Linked DNA regions of Sus scrofa: all the other regions are linked to region 1. Evidence: chromatin contacts called from public Hi-C and HiChIP or PLAC-seq data. All regions are on one chromosome and are shown on one strand. Each heading gives the region's core, a stretch centred on a gene start, on an enhancer-like site or on the middle of the called end of the contact. The rest is flanking DNA. Distances are from core to core; before and after follow the strand shown. Region 1 holds the start of BPTF (nucleosome-remodeling factor subunit BPTF). Region 2 holds the start of KPNA2 (karyopherin alpha 2 (RAG cohort 1, importin alpha 1)). Region 3 holds the start of C12H17orf58 (UPF0450 protein C17orf58 homolog).

What was found. Hi-C and Micro-C count contacts between places; a contact is called where the count stands out from the background. HiChIP or PLAC-seq counts read pairs in DNA pulled down with a chosen protein or histone mark.
Region 2: an H3K27ac HiChIP or PLAC-seq map of alveolar macrophages shows a contact between it and region 1. The contact joins the promoter of KPNA2 here to the promoter of BPTF in region 1. A contact is called at or near these places in 2 of 5 promoter capture datasets (fetal liver and liver), 8 of 47 Hi-C or Micro-C datasets (embryonic fibroblasts, fetal liver, heart right ventricle and 4 more) and 1 of 2 datasets of contacts at active chromatin or transcription factors (alveolar macrophages).
Region 3: a contact with region 1 is called in a Hi-C map of mesenteric adipose tissue, with 1.7 times the contacts expected there. The contact joins the promoter of C12H17orf58 here to the promoter of BPTF in region 1. A contact is called at or near these places in 2 of 5 promoter capture datasets (fetal liver and liver), 8 of 47 Hi-C or Micro-C datasets (alveolar macrophages, fetal liver, liver and 4 more) and 2 of 2 datasets of contacts at active chromatin or transcription factors (alveolar macrophages and skeletal muscle).

The regions. Positions count from the first base shown.
Region 1 is chr12:14,110,616-14,115,497 of Sscrofa11.1, reverse strand. BPTF (nucleosome-remodeling factor subunit BPTF) reads right to left here and starts at 2,555. Exons shown (of 31, transcript XM_021068118.1): 1 at 1,928-2,555. The coding sequence starts at 2,555.
Region 2 is chr12:14,283,049-14,287,930 of Sscrofa11.1, reverse strand. It overlaps KPNA2 (karyopherin alpha 2 (RAG cohort 1, importin alpha 1)), which reads right to left and starts at 2,619. Exons shown (of 11, transcript NM_001163404.1): 1 at 2,606-2,619; 2 at 1,166-1,267; 3 at 879-1,016. The coding sequence starts at 1,240.
Region 3 is chr12:14,259,562-14,264,443 of Sscrofa11.1, reverse strand. It overlaps C12H17orf58 (UPF0450 protein C17orf58 homolog), which reads left to right and starts at 2,765. Exons shown (of 3, transcript XM_021068119.1): 1 at 2,765-2,891; 2 at 3,141-3,332; 3 at 3,989-4,882. The coding sequence starts at 3,230. The coding sequence ends at 4,179. It overlaps LOC110256159, which reads left to right. Exons shown (of 4, transcript XM_021068075.1): 2 at 1-109; 3 at 2,355-2,977; 4 at 3,138-3,146. The coding sequence starts at 34. The coding sequence ends at 3,146.

The DNA of each region.
Region 1 (4,882 bases), core at 1,306-3,805:
TAAGGGTATATAATCCTTAGTTTCACATAACGACAACGCATGTCATCAGGAAAAACAAAGTGTCGTGAAAAATACATAAAGATAAAAGCATCTTTTTAAAAAAGGAAATCTAGCCAAAAGTGTAATTTAACTCAGCACATACAGGGCTCTCAACCCTAAATATTATTTGCAAGGCCTTCAAAGAGGAGTTCAAGTTAGCTGAAGCGCCCTGCCAAAATGCCTTAGCACTGTCTAATCTGAAAACCTTGCTCCCATAGTATAATTTACTCTCCACGGGTGTTTCAATTCCGGGTTCTTGGTAGAAAAGGCCACATGCGACTTCTTAAGGGAAAAACTACTACTATAAAAGATGTACTGAAATTAAGTTGGAAAGAAACGAAAAACGGTGTGCAGTCCCTTCTACATACAAGGCATAAACACTTGACACTTGACTCACTCCCTGCGCATTCTCCTGCCAGCTTCCCTCCCACCCCCACACCAAAGACAGGCAGATATTCTAACTGTCCGGCAAAAGAAATTACCTTTTTCATTTGCTGTTAGGACAATCTAAATGGCTCAATACTCACACTCTTCCAATGCGTATTTAAGCATTTATTTAAAAAACAAAAAAACCCTGACATTTAAATTTAACCACTTCTACTATCCTAGTCTCATTTAAAAACAAATGACACACTTTAATCACTTTGTTAAGATCCTATTTCCTCACACACTTTACTTTGTAAATGCTCTTAAAACTGGATTCTAATTTGGTTAATCCAGATAAACAAAAATACAAAGGAAAATCTTGTAGGTTATTGCTATAAATTATGTTTTTTTCCGCAATTTAATAAACTGCAACTACGTGTTTAACATAGAGGAGCCATCATGTCTGTATGTTTTTTAAATAAACAACATGCATCTCAGCACCAGCCTAGAGAAATGCTGTGAGAAAACAGGAGAAGAGTCACCATGGAGGAATTCATTACAGGTCTAGGAAGGACTATTATGCCCAGAAACAGAATGAAAAGAAAAAAAATCATTTTTCCATAAATCTCCCTACATGACTTGGAAGGCTGTATGACTTGGAAGTTGGTCCAAAAGTTCATCTCCAACAATTACGTCTGCATGATCAACTATACGTCTTCTGCAACAGGTGACAGGAAACTGCATTTCTCAGGCAAAGGGATCAAATGAGTTAAGACGCATGTTCCTGCGGTCTCTTATTTTGCATTTTACCAAAGCGATTTTGAATCAGATGAAATACCAAATGTGCTTTGGTTTTCTGCTTTGCTTTTTAATCAGCCATTGACCAGCAACTGTTGCACGAGCCCACTAGCACTCAAGAATAAAAACAAACACACAGGACCAGATAAGGTCCTACTAAGCCAACTGATCCATTTCCTTAACACACTTTTAAAACCACACAGCTCGGGGTGCGAAGAGAAGCATGTCTTGTGTGTGTTTGTATGCCACAATCTGTCTAAATTCGCAATTCCTTTTTAAGGAACAGATATAGAATAAAAATCTAAAAGAAACCACATTAGAAATGCAAAGAGGTTTGCAAAACAAGAAGCTTCTTTCATTCCAAAAAACCAAACCAAAACAAGGGGGGAAAAATGAATGCAATGGATATGTGTGTGCCAAAGTTTCAATCCTGCCCGGTGGAGACACTGCACTGGCACAAATTTTTAAGAGGAAAGAGGGGGCTGGGGGGAGAGAGAGAGAGAGAGGGTAGTGTGTGGCCTGCGAACTGCAACAATGCAATCTCCATTTTGAACAATGCGCCTCTTTCCTCTTGTAAATCTAGTTTTTTGCCACTTGAAGTGCCGTCGCATTTCCCTTCTGTTTGGGGGGGAGGTGGGGGTGGGGGGAGACCACAGAGGGAGTGAGCGAGGGGGAGGGGGAGGAGGTGGGGAAGGAGTCTGCAGCAACTGGGCTGGGTGGGTACCTGGAGTGCTGCTATAGGTGCTATGGCTCCTGAAGCTGCTTTCCGTGCAGTAACTGGCGTCGTCGTCGTCGTCTTCCATCTCCTCCGGATAATCGGAGTCATCGTCGTCCTCCTCCATCTCATCTTCCTCGTCGTCCTCGGAATCCTGGGTCTCCTCGGCGTCGCCGTCGTCCTCCTCCTCCTCCTCGGAGACCATGTCCTCCTCCTCCTCCTCCTCCTCTTCGCTCTCGTGGTCATCGTACACCACTTTGTTGACGGCCCTCCGGGCCGTGGTGGTCCGGGCCAGGTGGCCGCCGCCGCCGCCCCCGCCCCCGCCCTGCCGCCCCCGCCTCCTCGCCCCCCCGGCCCGGGGCGCTGGTGCTGGGGGGGCCGGCGGCGGCGGCGGCGGCGGCGGCGGCGGCTTCCTCCGGCTACTGCTGCCCCCCCTGGGCGAGCTCAGCCGCGTCTTGGGCGCCACCTCAGCCTGGGCGGCGGCCCACCTGCCCCGGCTGCTGCCGCGGTGGCGCGAGCGGAGCCCCCCGATGGGTCCGGACGTGGGCGGCGGCGGCGGCGGGGCCGGGGCCGGGGCGCAGCGCTCCGCAGCGGGAGCCGCGGGCTGCTTGGGCGGCCTGCCCCGCCGGCCCCTCATGTCGGAGCCGAGGCGGGGGGAGAAGGGAAAGCGGAGGGGGAGGGGCGGGCGGAGGGGCGGCGGTGGGGGTTGCCGGGGCCGGGCGGGGAGGCCTGCGGGGCCGGGCGGGAGGGGCCCGGCCGGCGGAAGCGGGTGGAGGGAGAAGGCTCAATCCGAATTGCTGGGGCCCCGCTCCGGATCGCCTTCAGCCGCCATCTTGTTTCTTCCCTCTCGCTCGGTGACTGGGGGAACCGACAGCGGCCGCAGGCCCGGAGCGCGGTCACGTGAGCTGCGCCGCCGACGAGCCTGGGACGGAGCGAGGCCACGCGGCGGCCGCTAGAGGGAGCGCGGGAGCGCTGGGTCGGGGGCGGGGAGCCCGAGGCACCTCCGCGCGGCGTGGCTGGACGGCAGCCGCAGGCTCGGAGCGGAGGGCTGTTCCGTCGCGAAGTGTCCCGGGTCCAAAGCCCCGGGTGCCGTCTGCCGAACCCGAACTCACAGAGCCTCCTTCCCGGGTCTCCCCTTCCCAGCTCGGAGACGAGGGCTCGGAGGCCCCCAAATTAATCCCCCTCCTGCTCCCTGGGGAAACTGACGCAGAAAAGAGCCAGAGAGTACCGCGGAGGGAGCCGACTCAGGCGACCCGGGGGCAGGGCAGTGCCAGCACCAGAGGGAAGCCACCTCAGGGCAGGGACCCCCGGAAACATGAAACTCCTAAGACGGCTCTAGAAAGTCCTGAAATTGATCCCAATGACAACTGCTCGGGGGGGCTGTGCCGGAAGCCACGCCCTAGGCTGCCAGACCCGGACAGAGGATCGTTCTGAGACGCTCCCAAAAGCCTCCGGTGAACTCCGGAGAATGCAGCTACATTCCTGCCCCCTTCACTTTCCCAGTCCCAGCTAGAAACTCGACCCCCTCGGAAAGAACTTTTAATTTCTTATTTGCTGTAGAAAAAGGGTAACTTCCCGCCTAAAACCTACTTTAAAGTGTTGCATGCTGGTGTTATAATTTTAATCTCTTTACTTGACGATTAGTAACCATATCTCGGCTAAACCCAGGGAACGGATCATGACAATGAAATTTGAGGCATCACCAGACCAAGGCAGGGAGAATTAAGTCACATTAATATTTATTGGAACATCTGACCACCAAAAAGCGATTTAAGGAAAAATTGTGAACAGGATTCTGTGGCTTATTACAATGTAGTTAGAAAGATAGAATGCCTGTGCGAAATGAAAATACAAACATTGGAGTTCCTAGTGGCTCAACAGGTTAAGGATCCGGGGTTGTCACTGCTGGGGTTTGGGTCGCTGCTGTGGCAAGCGTTGGATCCCTGGCGGAAGAACTTATGCACACAGTGGGCAAGGCCAAACAAACATTAATTGCCAAGTTCATTTATTCAGTAAAGTTCCATTGAGGGAGTCCCTCGTAGTGAGGACTTGGTGCTCTCACTGCTGCAGCCGGGGTTCAATCCCTGATCTGGGAACTGAGATCCCAGATCAAGCCACTGCATGCTGTGACCAGAAGGAAGGTAGGAAGGAGGGAAGGAAAAGCAAAAGATGTAGTTCCACTGAGCAGCAAGAGTAGCAAACTGATGTATGCCTTCAGGGACCAGGACCAATGAAAATAAATGAAGTGGGCAAGGTGAGAACTTTTACAAATGGAACGGCCTGTGTTTTGTTCAAAAAGGGCAGCTTTAGGAATGTGGGCCTAGAACGGCCAGATCTTCAGGTTTTGTTTGTTTGTCGCCAAACCCAAGGCATGTGGAAGTTCCTAGGCCAAGGATCAAATCTGAGCCACAGCTGTGTCAAGACTGGATCCTTAATCCTGTGCACTGGGCCACGGATGGAACCTTCACCTCAGCAGCAACCGGAGCCACCTCAGAAACAACACCAGATCTTTAACCTGCTGCGCCACAGCGGGAATGCCCAGATTTTTCAAGAGGAGGTGGAAATTGTGCATTTCACATGAAATCTCTTGGTTTTTAAATGTTGGCAACTGTCAGTTTTTTAAAAGCACTTCAGATTGAGCAAAATAAATGCAATTCAGATATAGCCCAGGGTCTACAATTTGGAACCTATATCCTGCACTATATAAAGTACAGTGCTCTGTACTTAAATACAAAGATATTAAAAATGGTGACAGCCTTCAGAGTTTATAATCTAATGGTGGAGGACACCTATTTTAAAATAGGTTATTGGGGGAGTTTCCGTCATGGCTCAGTGGTTAATGAATCCAACTAGGAACCATGAGGTTGTGGGTTTGATCCCTGGCCTCGCTCAGCGGGTTAAGGATCCAGCATTGCCGTGAGCTGTGGTGTGGATCACAGATGCGGCTCAGATCCCGTGTTGCTG
Region 2 (4,882 bases), core at 1,370-3,869, 170 kb before region 1:
GGAACCTCCATATGCCGTGGGAGCGGCCTAAGAAGTGGCCAAAAAAAAAAAAAAAAAATTAGCAAACTACTGAAAATGCTTCAGGAGGAAAAAGATCTGACTTTTTCCTTTTTTTTAAAGCTGCTGACAAGTACAAAAAAATAGAGAATACTTTAAAAACAAACAAACAAAAAAAAGAATTCAAGAAAGAGTTGCCTTCTGCTGTAGCAGGTTAAAAGCTGGCATTGTCACTGCAGTGGCTTAGGTCCAATCCCTGGCCTAGTAACTTCCACATGCCACAGGCAAGGCCAAAAAAAACAAAACAAAACTGGAGTTCCCATTGTGGCTCAGCAGAAACAAATCTGACTAGTACCCATGAGGATGCGGACTCATCCTTCTTAGCCTCCTTCAGTGGGTCGAGGAATCTGGCATTGCCATGAGCTGTGGTGTAGGTCACACATGGGTGTGGTTAGGCTGGCAGCTGTAGCTCCAATTCGACCCCTAGCCTGGGAAATTCCATATGCCAAGGGTGCAGCCCTAAAAAGCAAAAAAAAAAAAAAAAATCAAGAAAGACAAAGGTAGAAATAAGTTGGTCCTGCACACACTTTCACTTAACACTTGAATGACCAGGTCAAGGTCCGAAGCTGACAGCTAGAAATGCAGGTAGTCTTGAAGGGAGATCAGAGCCAAAGACAATCTTGGAATCAACTTTAGTAGATTATTAAGTGTGGGAAGGAAAGAAGACAGCTCACTAGAATTACTGACTGGGAGCACAAAAATAAAAGATCTTCACATTTGATAGTTAAGACTATAAAGCTAGGAATGTTATTTAAATTTCTAAGAAAAGACCCATATTGATTTTCTGGGTTTACCATAATCACAAGCTGAAATATCCTTACCTGGTTATTGCGGTTTTCCTGCAGTGGAGAAGTAGCGTCATCAGGAAAAGAGCTGACATTTCTCCTTTTCAGCATCTGGTCATCCTTCTTAGCTTTCCTCAGCTCCACATTAACTTCTATTCGGCGCCGCCTCATTTCCTTGAGAGAAAATTACATATCATTTCACCTATTACACCAGTTTTTGTTGCCAAGTGATGGCATTTTTTTCAAATTCCTTCAAAGTTTTGACCCCTTCAAATATATTGCCATTTAAAAAATACCACAGGAAAGCAACAGAAAGTACTCACTGTACTGTCTTTCCCCTTGTTCTTGAATCTGTTAAGGCGGGCAGCTGGTGAATTAGCATTCTCATTGGTGGACATGGTTATGAGACAAAGGGAGGGAGGTATCTATAAGATGAGGGAGAGAAAAAAAATTCCCTTTTATCATTTTGATTGGCAATACGGTAAGCATCAAGGGAATTATCGAAAACATATTGAATCCACACTTTTGTAATGGAAGAGGAACTTCCTTTTTCAGCACTATGTAGTTTTAGCCAAAGGATATTTGGCCCCTCCCCTCCGAAGGGCTGAGACTTCCTGGAGCAGTGCTGTCCATCAGAAATATAAAGCAAGCAGCCTAAATTTAAATTTCCTAGTAGCCACATTTTGTTTAAAAAAAGTAACAAGAAACAAATGAAATTAATTTTAATATTTAACCCAACACATCCAACATATTCTCATTTCCACACGTTAAAATATCAAAAAAATTACTGAGATATTTCACATTCTTTTTTCCTACCAATTCTTCAAGATCTGTACTTTAAGCTTACAGCACAACTCGATTCAGACTAGCCACTTGCGTCTGGCGACTACCGCACTGCACAGAGCGGCTCTAGACTCTATAGAGGATCTACAAATACTTAACTGAACTCGGAGTAGGGGGACTGAGCTTATAGGTAAAATCTTTGTCCTAGGGGCCATAAATTCAGATCCTCTGGAGGCTCCACTGTCTTTAAATGGCCTAACAGGTACATTCTCCACAGTTGAAAGTTGTTAAAAATCTGACTCATCATTACGTTATGGAGTCTTTCATAAAATGTCCTGTCCACACTGAAAACTCGCGACGCAGTTCTTCATCTTCAGCATCTCGCACACTTTCGAGGAATTCCGAGTGAATGCACCAAATTAGGTTGATATCCCCAGCTGTGCTTCACTCAGACGTGGCTACTTAAGCGCACTCCCCAAAAGATCACAAAAGGAAAAGTCCTCCTAAGGGGGGGAGGGGGCTATCTTTAATTTCATTTTGTTCTTTTACGAAATAGTGACACAACCAACCCAGGGCCGACGTGTTTTAAGAGACAGCACTTCCAACTGCCACCTCCATCTCCAGTCCCTTCCCCTGCTCCCCCCTCCCCGCCCCATTTCGGGGAAGGAGCAGCCGGGAACTGACGGAGGAGGAGCCAGAGGCGCCCGGCAACCTACTTGGGCTTTCGCCCTCGGGCCTCACTCTGATTCTCGAGTAAATGCCATTGCGGCGGTTTGCAGAGCCTCGGGCCCTAAAACCCAAGCACCCGCATCCCCAAACACCCGTCTCGTAAACGAACGACCCCAAAGGCCTCGTCAACCAAAGAAGCCAAAGCTAGGCCAGGCGTATAGCCCGGGCCTTCCCTCCCGCCACCCACAAGCCGAGCCCGGCCTACAGGCCAGCCGTTGCCACTCAGGCCGGACTGCGGCCTAGGTTCGTACCTACACAGCCGGCTCAGGCTTCCACAGGAGGCGGTCAGGGGCGCTCAGGCTGCGGCTCAGGGTCTCTCAAAACGTCCACCACGGTCAGCGCGAGGACAGTGTGGCTCGTGCAGCCGGCGCGATTTAAATTTCCCGGTGGCTCCGCATTCCGATTGGCTGGTTCGAGCTTATGCTAGACGTCCATTGGTGGATTTGAAAAACACGTTGGGAGGGGTCAGAGGGCCCAGAAGATACGATAGCATCGCGAGATGAGGGAGCGGCCGGGCGATCCCAGAGCGCCCCGCAGTTCGGAGGCGGCAGCCTTCAGGTCCCGGCGTGCAGCGCGAAGGGCTAGTTTCCAGCCCGCCTTGGCCATAGCCTCGGTCCTTTACCGAGGGTTTACTCGTGTACAGTGGTTGGTCGTTACCCTTGGCGTCTGCCTTAAGAGAACCACAAATGATTCCCCAAATAATTTTTAAAATTTCGATATAGAAATACATTGCTATGTATTTTTTTCTCTGATAGGACTCAGAAGAAAAAGGCCACCAAAGGTTAGCAGGGCCACCAAGGAGGGGATGGATAAAGCAGATTTGTGCTGCACTTTTTAGTTTAGTTTTTTTTTTCTTCTAACTTGCATCATAAAAGACTGCATAGACGGCACAAGTAATGGTAACAAAAGGTTTACTACATCTGTTTCTCCAGTCTTATTTTTTATTTTCAAATACAAAAGAACTATAAATCTTTATGCATATTTGCCAAGTGTTAACATTTGCCACATTTACTATTTCTTTCTCTGTGTAAATACCCACACGTACTAGTAGGCCCATATGCATAGCTTTTACATGATACTTTTCAACCTTTTGAAGGGTAAGTTTGAGAAATCATGTCCCTTTATCCCTAAATATTTTGGGTTGCACCTTGGAAGGATAAGGACATTCTGTTATATAACCACTCCACAATCATCAAATTCAAGACATCTGAACTTCGATGTGATTTATTATATAGTCCATGTTCAAATTTTGTCAGTTGTTCCAGTAATGACTTATGCTACAATTTATACATTTCTGAATAAAATGCTTGCATTTTCTTGTAATTTTTAAAAAAGCATCAGTGATGGTTCTCGTAATGTCAGTGTTATAGGCCACTTTGTTTTCATAATTTTTCCGTATTCTGAAAAGGGTATTTTTAAGAAAAGCTGTATTGGTTTTGTTGTTTGTGTGTTTTTTACTATAAATTCAAACAATGGTCTTCGTCTCTTCTTGCAGGCATTTTTGCCAGCTTCATGCACTGTGTAGCAGCCAAGGGAATCACAGGAGGTTGTCTCCTCTCACCTACCCAATCAGTATAATCCTATCTGCCCAAATGCGAAAACGTGGAAGGAATTCACCTGTAAACCAGTCACTGCAAGGCATTCCCTTTGCTACAATGAATGGCTCAGGGGCAGTCATCTGACCTAATTTCATCCAGTTGTGAAGCCTATGCTTTTTGTTTAATGATTGGAGGTGGGAAAGCAGGCTCTGTTCCGAACTGAGTGATGTGAGTTCTAGAAATTTGAGTTAAGACAATTGTAGAGAAACCATGAAAGCTTTGATCACCATCCTGACCTACCTCAGAAGGCTGCAATTATATCATCCTTTGTGATAATTATATCATCACTTCCTTTGTTGTTTAAGTTAGTGTAATTGGGCTTTCTTTTGCATGAAAATATCGGTATTACGTGCCTAGAAGTGTTTGGTATTACCGATATGAAAATTCATCTTCACAATTCTGTGAGGTAGTATTACTATCTGTTCCATTTCACAGAAGAGAAGAGCGGGTGGTTAAGTAACTTGTCAGGTTCACACAGGAACAAATGGCATTCAAACCTAGACGGGCAAATTTGAAGAAAATTTTGTTCACCCTGCAACGACCTAACAGTTGCCTTCCTTAATGGGTTATCCAATTAATGTACGTTGACTAAATGCAAGAATGAAAAAGAAGTAGTTTGATAAAGAAGGAAAGGTTGAGGGGGATGCAGGAGAACCTTCCGGCAGAGGAAGGGGCCTGAACTCTGTAAAATGCAGAGGCCTGGGCCTACCCAGGTGAATAGAATTAGAACGGGGTGGGATGGAGGACAGGCTTCGGAATTTTCTTTACAATTCCCCAAGTGCGCTTAATATCTAGTATGCAGCCAGTGCTGAGACCTTTACCGTAAGAACCCAACAGGTAGGAGGCCACTCACTGCGGCGCAGAGAATCCCGCAGGCAGGCCACGCACCATCGGGGAAGGCGGGTGGGGAGGACAACGCGCATGCGCGGG
Region 3 (4,882 bases), core at 1,516-4,015, 150 kb before region 1:
CAGTTTTAGAGCCTGGGAACCGTGTCTACAAACATGACAGCTAGAGCTTTCTGGCTCCTCTGTTTGATCGTTGGATCATCTCCCGAAGCCCCAGTGGCGGAGAGAAAAGGTAAGATCGATGAAACGCTAAGCCCTGGGAAAGGGGCTGGGATCCGGGGGGAGCTGGGGAGAGGGCGCGATGAAGGGCGGGACGAGAAAGCGGTCAGGGCTTGCCAGAGAGGAGACTCCGGGTCCGTGTTCGTGTTCGAAAGGAGCAAAATGTGTCCCCAAGATTGTGTGTGTCTTGGCAGCCTTTTCGGAAAGAAGCCAGCACAGCTACTGAAATGATCGCGAGCGAGCCGGGCAGGCTGGAGAAAACTTTGCATGTTAAGTAGTTGCTCCATCACAGAGGAGGGAAAGTGTCAAAAGGGGTCGTGGCGCGCCTTTCGGGAGCCGTGCGGGCCGGGCTCTGGGGACGCGGCTGGCGGCGGGCGCCCGGAGGAGCGCGGGGTCCGCCCTGCGCCCGGGTCCCTGTCCCGAGAGCGATCAGAGGCGCTGGGTGCGCCCTGCCGGGGCTGGGGGCTTGCAGGGAGCCTGAAATCTCAGACCTTTCTCCTCTCTCCCTGCAGCCCCAACCCATGGCCCTGGGACACCTGAGTCTTTAAAATACACACACACAATTTCATTGCATGAGATGAAAATTACAGAGGGAACGAAGACATGAGGTTCTCTACGGGAGGTGTTTTTGTTTTGCTTTTATTTGGATGTTTCTGTTCTATCCACTATCTCTGGGAAAAATAGCTTCCGCACCTCACAGGGCAATTTACTTTGGGTTATTTTTCCACATGGAAATTGAATGACTTCAGTGGCATTTAACCCAAATATCAGACAATCTTTCCCATGACAACAGATGGTGATATCAATGGGGAAGCAGTTGTGAGGTCAACAGTTGACAGTCAGGAATTGGATATCCACCAGAACTTTATTCAGCTGTGTATGGGCAACGTTGAACATAATGAGTCAGAATCAACCTCTTTGCAAAAACATGAACTATAACCAGCTATTATTGCTGGGTGAAAGCTGATTTTAAGGGAGATTGTCCATTTGGCAAGATAAATCACTTTAAACGAAGTGTTGCAAGAGCTGCACATGGACAGACCAAGCTCTTCGATGCCAGAGGAGAGAAATGCTAAAAACCAGCCGTTAAAACAATAGAAAAATAAAGCTGGACTCTTGTGCCCGTCTGGAGGGCACTGGGACCCAGGCAAACGGGGAGGTGATATTGTGTAACTGGGCATGGAAAGCTGCCCAGCTTCTAAGCTGGCTGAAGTTTGCTCACCAACCTGCCTGCAGAGCTGGGGAAAATCACTAATAATTTCAAAAATGTGTTTTCATGCCATATGCCATTTAGGAGCTTTTCCTCCACCATGCAAGGGGGCGGGGGTGGGAGGGCAATGTAAGTGATGTGTGTGCTTTTATACTTCACCAAGGGCCTCTGCCTCCCGGCCACACTTTAAAAATCTTTCTAAGCTGTGTTTTACTAATAAGTGGTGTCCAAGAAGCCAGATAAAAATCCACTCACAAATGCTGGGTTCTGCAGAGACCAAGATGACAGTGTAAACACGGATGGGAAAACCAAATAGTTCTGTTGTCAGGGGCGCTTAAACAATTAGGAGAACCTGTAATATGAGCCCTTTCCCCCTGGGGTTTGCTCTTGGTACTTTCTCAACAAACTGTACAGAGCAAAAAGGCGGATGTTTATATATACATTAAAGAAAGGGCAAAAAGAGTTTGTTATTTAACCAAAGTTGTCAGTTATGTTTAGTCCTGGAACAAATAGGTGGTTGTAATTTTAAAAGCCGTTGCTTTGCGAAGGTTCCTTAACAAAATGAAATGTTCCCATGCGGTGAGAAAATTCTTCCTAGTTGGCCTCATTCTTAGAGGGCAAGACCCTCATCTCCGTCCTCCTGTGGGGCCTAGGAAACCTGTGCTCCTCAGAAGCTGGGGGGCCTTCCTCTTCCCCCTCCCATTCTTTTTCCTTTACTTGCAAGTCTCCTGGCCGCCCCACCTCGCCTCTCGCAGGTGTCTGCTACGTTTGCATTGTCCCCCATCTCCTCCCCTCCCGGAGCCCTTTCTTCTCCCCCCCACTGGCTTCTCTCCCCCTCGGCAGCCTCATCTCTCAGCCTCCCCGGCCTCACCTCTCCTCCCCTCCTCTCTCCCTTCTCGTCTCGGCCTCTCCCCTTCCCCTCGACGCTCCCCCCACCCCCACGCCGGCCCCCTCCTCTCCCCGTCCCCTCCTCCGTCCCCTCTGCCCGCCCGGCCTCTCCTCCCCTCCCCTGACGCCCTCCCGGGCCTCTGCTCCTCTCTCCCTACAGCCTCGTCGCCCCACAACAGGAAGCCCGACCCCGGCGGCGGCCCGAGCGCTGAAGAGACACCGGGGCCCCGGGCGCAGCCGGTCCCCGAAACCCAACGGCGGCCGCGCGCAGCCGACGCCGCTCCCCGCGCCTGGTCGGACCTGCGGCGCCGGAAGCCCCCCACGCCCGCCGAGAACCGGGCCGGCTTCCGGGAGGCAGCGCGCGCGGCCGCCGACCCGCCGAGCCCGCGCCTCGCGCAGGCCGAGAACCGCGCGTCACCGCGCCGCGTGCCCGCGCTGGACGACTCCCCGCGGCGCGCGCGCTCCCGGCACCTGCGCCTCCCGGCCGCGCGAGCTCCCGCGCGCGCCGCCGAGGCCCCCGCCGACCCCGCCTACCTCAACCGGCCGCGCGCCGCCGCGCCGCTCCCGGAACCCGCGCCCGCGCCGCCGCCGCCGCGCCCGCCGCGGACGGAGGACGCCGAGCCAGGCGCCGAGCCCTGCGCGCGCGCCTGCGGGGCGGACCTGGACGTGCGCGAGTCCTACTGCGCCAGCGAGTTCGGTGAGCCCCGCCCGCCGCTCCTCCCGGGCCCGGACGGCCGAGCCCCGGCCGCGGGGAGAGCCTTTCCGAGCCGAGGGAGTCGGGCTGTACACCGGGATCCTAAACCAAACCCTAGAGAATCCCACCCGCTCGGTCCTGCAGGCCCCAGAGCCGTGTGGACTATTTCGCGATTTGTTAAAAACGCTCTGGGGAGAGAAAGAGGAAGGGAGCGCTCTGTATTTCTCCAAACTCTTTGTTTTTTGCAAGCAGCAGTGAACGGAATCGTGCATGATGTGGACGTGCTCGGCACAGGGATCCGGCTGGTGACTCTGCTGGTGGACCGGGACGGGCTGTACAAGATGAGCCGCCTGTACATCACTCCGGACGGGTTTTTCTTCCGAGTCCACATATTAGCCCTGGACACCTCCAGTTGCAATAAGCCATGTCCAGAATTTAAACCTGGTATTGAAACTAAGTGACCATTTTATATTTATGACACCATTGAATATGCCGGAGCCTGGTCTCTGTCGGTCACCCTAGTACCTTTTACGGGGAGAGGGGTATTCTTAGAATTTAGACGACAGGTATTATTTCGGGGATTTAAATTCTGGGATTTAAATTCCATCAGCGCACACCTTCCTCCCGCGCCACCGGCTAAAGATGGGAACTGCACGGGCTGGCACAAAGCAGACACTCAATAAATGTTTGTGGACAAATGAAGGGAACGATGAAACACCGTTGCCAGAAGGGACGCCTACGGGGCCATTTAAACTGAGTGTAGAAGCGTCTTTTTTGGGGGGCGGGTGCTGCGCACTGCCACGTCTTTCTAGAGGTGTGCTCGGTAAAGTCCTGCTGATATGTTGTGATTAGGAACTTTGCTCCTAGTGTTGGCTGTTTACAGGCTGGGTAATCTGATTATTCTATAAAGGTCACTAGGCTGTCTCTGTTGTTTGAGGGTTAAATAAATGTCTGAGATGCACCATGTGCAGCAAGATAACAGATTCAAGCTTAGGCGTTTCTTAAAGTCCTTATTCCATTTTCACATTGTTTCGTGGCATTTTTGAAGATACTATGAATTTACATGTTGGCTTTTTTTTTTTTTTTCTTTCCCCCCCCAGGCAGCAGGTATATTGTGATGGGCCACATCTATCATAAAAGAAGGCAGCTACCTACAGCTCTGCTTCAGGTCCTGAGGGGGCGCCTCCGACCCGGAGATGGACTAGTCAGGAGCAGCAGCAGCTATGTGAAAAGATTTAACCGAAAAAGGGATGGGCAAGTGCAAGGAGCAATTCACACCCAATGCATGTGAAACATTCCAGCCTGGCTCTTCTGGTTCCTCAAGAGACTTGGATTTCAGCAACAAGACGCGAAAGGCCTAGCATCACGTCATGGGGTTTTTCCCTTAGAATAGGGCACACGGCTCCTTTATGAACTAGTTGTGAAGTGCTGACTCCAATCTTGAAGTGGTCACTTTTTTATTTACACAATGCTTCTTAAATGGTAGGCTTCTGAGCTCCAGTGGTAAAGTTATTCAACTGTAGTGCCAGTTATTCCCACAGCCCAGATAACTGACCTGTCCAGTTAACAGATCACTGCTTCGTGTTGTTTATGTTAATTATTTTAATTTAAATACATTCTTGAGTAGAAATAGTTCACAAAAACATTTCCTCGGTTTTAAATATACAATTGTTGAATAGTTTATATCATGTATCAAACCAAATTTTATACTAAAACCGTCACATTTTGAATTCTGTACATAACAGTAAGTGCACTAGTCAGACGTAGGACATGTCAGATCACGTTTAGATCAAACACACAAGTCACAGCCCAAGACAAGTATTAAAGCTTTACACCTAAAGAGGACTGATGGGCTTAATTCAGGCAAACAAGTGTTTGTTCAAACAAATGTTCCTGATGTACCAAAATATAAGATAGTTTATTTCCATGCCTCCCTGCTTCAAAAATCATGTTTTGTGCCATACTGGCAGCTATCTCAGTGCCAAACATTCTGG